2 separate regions of the Mus musculus genome follow, and region 1 is linked to region 2. Evidence: chromatin contacts called from public HiChIP or PLAC-seq data. All regions are on one chromosome and are shown on one strand. The core of a region is the stretch at or near the end of the contact, and the rest is flanking DNA. Distances in the headings are between cores, read along the strand shown.

What was found. HiChIP or PLAC-seq counts read pairs in DNA pulled down with a chosen protein or histone mark.
Region 1: an H3K27ac HiChIP or PLAC-seq map of trophoblast stem cells shows a contact between it and region 2, with 22 read pairs. The contact joins the enhancer-like site here to the promoter of Acaa1a in region 2. A contact is called at or near these places in 3 of 39 promoter capture datasets (the 3T3-L1 cell line, macrophages and neural stem cells), 9 of 484 Hi-C or Micro-C datasets (the Ba/F3 cell line, bone marrow-derived DN3 thymocytes, embryonic fibroblasts and 5 more), 6 of 115 datasets of contacts at active chromatin or transcription factors (the SCID.adh cell line, bone marrow-derived macrophages, embryonic stem cells and 2 more) and 3 of 9 other capture datasets (adipose tissue, liver and pancreatic islet).

The regions. Positions count from the first base shown.
Region 1 is chr9:119,380,315-119,383,846 of GRCm38.p6, forward strand. Xylb (xylulokinase homolog (H. influenzae)) reads left to right here. Exons shown (of 19, transcript NM_001033209.3): 12 at 270-385; 13 at 1,188-1,303; 14 at 1,940-2,013; 15 at 3,023-3,119. Among named protein-coding and RNA genes, the nearest start is that of Acvr2b, 20 kb to the right of the region's middle. Within about 2 kb of position 2,222, at least 10 of the 459 cell types and tissues checked have an H3K27ac peak or open chromatin away from gene starts, as enhancers often do. A contact at or near this core is called in trophoblast stem cells, where this site is marked.
Region 2 is chr9:119,339,137-119,342,639 of GRCm38.p6, forward strand. Acaa1a (acetyl-Coenzyme A acyltransferase 1A) reads left to right here and starts at 2,158. Exons shown (of 12, transcript NM_130864.3): 1 at 2,158-2,549; 2 at 2,689-2,782. The coding sequence starts at 2,379. It overlaps Myd88 (myeloid differentiation primary response gene 88), which reads right to left and starts at 882. Exons shown (of 6, transcript NM_010851.3): 1 at 496-882. The coding sequence starts at 823.

The sequences.
Region 1 (3,532 bases), core at 972-3,471, 41 kb after region 2:
GCCATTTGGGAAACCATTACTTCGATGATTCGGAATTAGGCTCTAGAAAGTCCGTGATGGTGACCACAAGAGACTGACTCTGGGTAGCTGACTTTTAACTCACGTGGTATGAGGAGAGTCAAGAAAAAAAGGAGGGTCAGCAGTTATCACTTACAGTATGAGGGTCAAAGTGACTGGATGAAGGCAGGGTGGGGTGCGGAGTGCATCACTGGCAGAGGACACTTGTAGGCAAGCCCCAGGCACCTCACCCTCTGCTCTGCTCTCCTCAGGTCAGCCTGGGCACCAGCGACACCCTGTTTCTCTGGCTCCAGAAGCCCATGCCTGCCTTGGAAGGCCACATCTTCTGCAACCCAGTGGATCCGCAGCATTACATGGCGCTTCTATGGTAATCCTGGAATTTCTGGGCTGGGGAAAGAAAGTGCACACAGACCAGGCACAACCAGACACCCCCAAGCTCTTCCTACGAAATTGCCTCGTGGGCAGCTAAGGCCACAGGACACATGAGTTTTTGCTTGACAGCAGAACCATCTGGGGAAGAGCCAAAGACCTATAGGCCCCCAAGCTTAGGTGCAAACTCCACCTCCAATGCTGTCCTGGATGGCACTGGTTTTGTAAGTAAGGCGTGTGCTTCGTGGCGCTCTGACCTACATGTTTAAATTGACCCTCAGCAAATGATCTGGGGACAGCTTGCTTCCGAGAGTTCTTACAGCAGCTGCATGCTCCATGTCCTGGTCACAGGCCTTTGGTACCTGTTGGAAGCAACTTGGCTCAGAAGGCTTTTGAGCTGTAAGCATCTAGAACTACTGGAGAATATTCAGGTCTAGTTGGGCTAGTACCCAGCGCTATTGAAGAGCAGAAGCAAGGTATAGAGAGCCCTGTGTGGGTCCCTCTGTGCAGTGGCCAGCATAAACATATCCCAAGATAAGCGTGAGTCTAGTACCTTCCAGGATGTCCATGAAACCAAAGGAGACACTAAAATACTTGAGATTTGGGCTGCCTGTTATGCCCCTCCCATGGGTTGTGGTCTAGCCTGACCTGGAGACCTTCTGCCTGGGACTCTTTCAACAACCCTGTGTCCAGTCTGGGAGAAAATCCTTGCCTAGCATGGGGGGGGGGGGGCACCTGGATTCCAACCTAACATCACCAAACCTGGGAGCCCAGGGCTCATACTGTGTCTGTTTCTGCAGCTTTAAAAACGGCTCCCTCATGAGAGAGAAGATCCGAGATGAGTCGGCCTCCTGTTCCTGGAACAAGTTCTCTAAGGCCCTGAAGTCCACGGCGATGGGGAACAACGGAAACTTGGGTAGGCTGGGCCTGTGGACAGGGCAGCAAGGCTCGGAGCACCATGAGTTGGGGTGTGTAGAAGCTGGGAGGGGTGCTTTCTGTCTCCACATGTGTTCTCATGAGCTGGTGTGGGTCCCCAGGTTCTGAGGGTGCACTCACGTGGTTACCCTTGGCTGCTGCTCCCTAAACCTCCAGTGAAAGGTCAGACTCGAGTTATATCTTCGTCCCCTTGAATATCCCTGGAGATGGCATCAGAGGTGGTTTGCCACAGGATCTCCCGTGGCCCGCTCCTTCTCAGTATGCAGGTGTCTGCCCCAGACAGAAGGCAGCAGCAGGCTATGTCCTGAGGAAGGAAGGGACATGTCTCTCCTAGCATCCCTCACCTGGTGCTCAGGGTTAGTGAGACAGCTGTTCTTCAGCTGAGCTGCCAAGTGGAATAAGAGAGGTTGCCTCAGAACAGCCCGGGCCTTTCCAGTCCCCTCTGTCCCGTGAGAGAAAGGTCGCAGGATATCACAGGGCTCCTCTGGGGGGCGGGAGGAGACTGAGGCACAGATGACATAACTTTTGCTTCATCTTTTTGGAAGTTTTTTGAGAAACTGTATTTTTTTGGCTCTGAGGTGGCGACAGCTATAATCCCTTTCTGCTTTTGCTTCAGGTTTTTATTTCGATGTAATGGAGATCACCCCTGAAATTATTGGGCGTCATAGGTTTAATGCGGAAAACATGGAGGTACTTGTGTCTTTTTCGTGTGTGTGTGTGTGTGTGTGTGTGTGTGTGTGTGTGTTTACATGTGTGTTGCCGGTGTGCGTGGAGTCTTCCTGGGCTGTTCTTTGGCCGTATTCATTGGGACAGGTTCTCTCAGTCAAAGCCAGAGCTTCCTCAGGGGATTCTCCAGCTCCACCGTAGGAGGCTCCAGACTCAGGTCCTCTTGCTACCCGGAAAGCACTCTAACCAGCAGCTGACTTCCCAGCCTCAGGCACGTACGCTGCAGGCTTTAGAGCTGCATGCATTGACTCTGGCGTTGAGCCCTGTGTAACAAGCTTTTAGGGGTGCATCGCCTGCTCATCTACAGGTGTGCTCGGGTGCATTCTAGAGTTGGGGTCTCAGGAGGGGCTTAGACAGGTCCTGCCCCTCCCCCAAGGAAGAATGCAAGCAACCACAGTGCTCTGTAAGCTCCTGACAGTTCCCGACTGCTGTTTGTTGCAGGACGTTTCCTTGGTAACCGGATCTTCCACTGCACTGCAGCTCTTGGGTCCTGAAGGCAGGAATTTCTTCCTAGTGGAAAAGGCCCTTTAGAGAGACAGTGACATTTGCTTGAGGAGCCCTGGGTTCCAGGCATCATGCTTGTGATTTCACTTTCAACTCTGTGATGTAGGCACTGATAGCCCTTTTTACAGATGTGAAAGTGGAGGCTTAGCCTTCATGGCCTGCCCAAAGTCACAAGCACATAGGTGGTGGAGGAGGCTCGAACCCAGACCTTCTTGGCTAGAAGCTGTGTTTCTCTCATTTCCGTGTGACCCTTTTACACACATATGCACAAACATAGACTTGGACACTCAGTCCCTCACACTATACCTATTTTACACACACACACACACACACACACACACACACACACACACACACATGGACACCCAGAGTCCCTCACACTGTACCTATTTTACACACATGCACACATGTGCACACACACATACACACACACAGAGTCCCTCACGCTGTGCCTATTTTCTGGGGACAGGTTTCAGCATTCCCTGGGGATGTGGAGATCCGAGCACTGATTGAAGGACAATTCATGGCCAAGAGGATTCATGCAGAAGGCCTAGGCTACAGAGTCAGTAAGTAAGGGACCAGCTGGACATGTCCTGGGGTCATGTGGGGCTTCCGGGGAGGTGGGGGTGGGGCTCAGAGAGTGTCTATTCAGGTCTTACATTATAAGATGCTGTAGTGAGATGGTGGGTGGACTTGGTTCTGGGTGGGGTGAGAAAGCAACTGAGGTGCCTTAGAGAGCAGGTATAGATGTAGAGGCAGGGCGATCTGCTTCTCAGTTCTGTCACTGTTAAACTGATCGCTAGGTCATGGACTGTAGACATTAGGAGAGGTCTTCTTGTGCCCACAGCTGTGTGCTAGCTACAGATAAACATCCTAAAACTTAGTTTTTTGAGACAGGGTTTCTCAATATAGCCCTGGGTGTCCTAGAACTCATTCTGTAGACCAAGATGGCCTTGAACTTAGAGAATTGCTGCCTGCC
Region 2 (3,503 bases), core at 908-3,407:
GCCTTCCTCCTGCCTTCCCTTTCTAAGGCTCTAGAGAATGGAGCCAAACTGGGCATCTAGCAGGGCACAGAGCAATCGGAGCAGAGGATTGAATGTCAGAAGGGCTCAGGCACCCAGTTAGTGCTCAATGAGAATGGTGACCCCCATCTAGCAAGGTGTACCTCACTGTGGGCGGGGCGGGGGTGTTGTGCTGAGTGCCAGTGAGTGATGGAAGGGGTCCTCACTTGTCCGGTTGATCCTGACACAACTGAGATACCGCGAGAAAAGCAGATCTTGACTCTTGGTACAACTGAAGGTCTTTGCCTAGGCTCTTTCCATCTTTCCTCAGGGTTTTTGACCCCTCTCCCAATCCCTACGCTGACCTGCATACTGACAGAAAATTCGACTGTCACTCTCTTCCTCCCTAGCGCACCCCAGAAAAAAATGAACAAGATTAATATGCCAAGGCTAGCCTCGTTGATCCTTGGCACAAAGCCAGGAAGCACGTTTCCTCACCGATGCGCGACTTCAGCTCCTTCAGTATATCCTCACGGTCTAACAAGGCCAGCAGCTCTAGCAGCCTGCCGACAGACGCGCCAGAGCGCCCCTGCCAGGCATCCAACAAACTGCGAGTGGGGTCAGGGCGCGTTTCCAGCTCTCGGATCTCCAAGTACTCGAAGCCCATCTCCTCCGCCAGCAAGGTCCAGTCGGCCGCCACGGGCGTCCGAGGGTTCAAGAACAGCGATAGGCGGCGCCTCACTCCCACGTTAAGCGCGACCAAGGGTATGGAGAACATGAAGGAGTCCAGGGACCCGGATCCCACGCGGGGGTCTCCCGCAGACATGGCAGGCAACCCTGGGCCCCCGGTGCCGTCCAGTACGCTCGCCTGTGGAGTTTCCTACTTCCCTTAAGTCTCCTGCCAGCCCCTCCTTCTTTCGCTTTCCGAGAAGCTCCGCCCTTTGCTAGAATCTAGACTACGGGGCCAGAACTACCCAGCCTAAAAGTCAACCCACTTGTGCTTCTAACGTTTGCTCACCTCCCCTCGAAGGTGTGAGAATTTATATAAACCGCCTCTGGCATCTGCCTTGGCCCACCGATCAAGGTGGATGGACTAGGCGATCTGGTAGTGGTTATTATGCATGGTTAGCTCAATCAGCCTTGTTTAGGACTTGAAGGAGTTACAGCCCTTCTGTACAGTAATTTATATTCTGGTAGTAGGGAGGGAAGAGACAGACTGGCTTCGGAAGTAGTAACCCGAAGGCTCAGTCTACCTTTAGCTATCTGATGTCACTTGTGACTCTGCTTTTTAAAGGGGAAAGCCCACGACCTTGCCCATAAATTGGCATTTAGGGTATCTTGTCCTTTGTTTTCTGAGACAAACAGCACTACCTTCCCGGGGTCTGCAAAAAACACGCGGAACCTACCACCTTACTCTTTAACGTTGGGTCTAGACCCAAGGAAGATTTTTTCGTTAATTCACTTGGTTAATCTATTTAGGTGTCAATCTCCAATACTGGGTCTCCCTCCACCCTCCACCCCCATCCCCGGGTTTAGTAGAATTCCTAGGGGAATGTGGGCACTAATGGCACTATCCCAAACAAACGTAGATCAACAGGCTTAAGACGAGTGGGGCACGTTACAGTTAGAACCTGCCTGCCGTTCAGCACCTTAATCGGTTCTTCACACCAGCCCGGAACCCAAAATTACTTTGTTTTCTGAGAGAGCTTCTGTGACAGCCAACCCGGTTGGGGCTTAACTAGGTGCCTCAACATTTTCTAGGTCCTCAGTTCTCGGTTTTGGGACCCGGGGCTGAGCACAGCAAATTTTGATGGGAGACAAGGGTCTTCTCGGGCTAGCTCAGCAGAGAAGCCATGGGCCGGGCTCCGCCTTCTACGCGGCTGCGCGCTGAGCTCAAGGGGAGGGACTCCCTTGAGGCTGAGTTCATCCTAGGAAACCAGAAGTTTGGGAAACCTCCTTCCCCAATGTCTACAAAAGGTTGTGCAAACTTGGAAGTTTCCAGTCTGCCTTTCAAGGAGGATTAAGAGTGCGCATTACGATTGGCTTCCGTAGGATTGGCGGGCGGGGCTTTGAGTGGAGAGAAAGCGTCTTAGGACGGGCGTTGGGCGGGACTCTGGGGCAAGGGGTGAGTGGGCGGCCCTCAATCAGACTCCCCTTAATCTAATTGGTTGTACCTAGGAGTGGGCAGGCCCTCTAAAGACCCCATCCTACCTCTCGCAGTATCATTCTACCGGGGTTGTGATCCCCTTTCAGGCCTTGCGACGTAGAAGGCTGTCCTGCGCCTGCGCCCGCGCCTGCGCCTGCGCCTGCGCCTGCCATCATTCCTGTTCCTAAAGCTCTGCACCCAGAACCTAAACGAGTAGGTAGGACCCACCTCCGCGATGCATCGGCTGCAGGTAGTGCTGGGCCACCTGGCCGGCCGGCCCGAGTCGAGCTCCGCGCTGCAAGCTGCGCCCTGCTCCGCTAGGTTCCCGCAGGCCTCGGCCTCCGACGTGGTGGTGGTGCACGGACGGCGCACCCCCATCGGCCGCGCCAGCCGTGGAGGCTTCAAGGTGAGGCCCCTCGGGCGGGCGAGGGGAGCAGAAGGCGGCCAGCGCGGATGGAATTCTGCCGTCGGGGGTCCGGTGACCGCAGAGTCCCCGGGCGGGGATGCGGGAGCTGGGCTCACCGCTGCTGCGCCTCGCCCTGCAGAACACCACCCCCGACGAGCTTCTGTCGGCCGTGTTGACCGCGGTTCTCCAGGACGTGAGGCTAAAGCCTGAGCAGCTGGGAGACATCTCCGTGGGTGAGCTCCCCTGCGGGTCCTGCACCGGCCCTCCCCCGCCCTCCTCCCGAAGCTTCACTTTCTCTCCGAGAACCTGGGTTTCACTGAGCAAGACTACAGACTCCACCGATTTAAGTGGGATGGTTGAAGGACCCTTTTACAGGGTTCGCCTAAGATCATCGGAAAACACAAATATCTACATTACGATACTTAACAGTAGCGGAATTACAGTTCTGATGTAGCAATGAAAAATAACTTTATGGCTGGGGGTCACCACAGAAGCCTAGATGTTCCTGGAGACTGCAGGAGGTGAGAAAACGCAGTTCTCTACCTACATGGTGTCCTGGGTTACAGGTGCAGATGGATTCACCCCCACCCTGTCCTAACCCCTGCTTTACCTGAACTAGAACATAGAGTAGGACACGGTCTTGTCCCGAGGTGCCAGCCTGTTCCTCGTCCCTGCAGCAACGCAGGGCTTGGCGGAGGACACTTGGGGAGGTGAGCAGTTGCAGACTCCCTTTGCCCATGGCTCTGCACAGTGTCTCTTACTCTAGAGTCTCTCCTGTTACCAGGCAAGCCCTTGCCCCCAAGCCTGTGATTTAGAGGAGCATGCTCTGGCCCTCCATCACTGGACAGGTGGATGACAAGCTGTTGGGTAGCTGTCTCCCTATTTTCCACACACTGAACTTTTATAGTTTCACATGAGCCTGGGAAAACCCTAAAGTGATCCGGAAGAAAGATC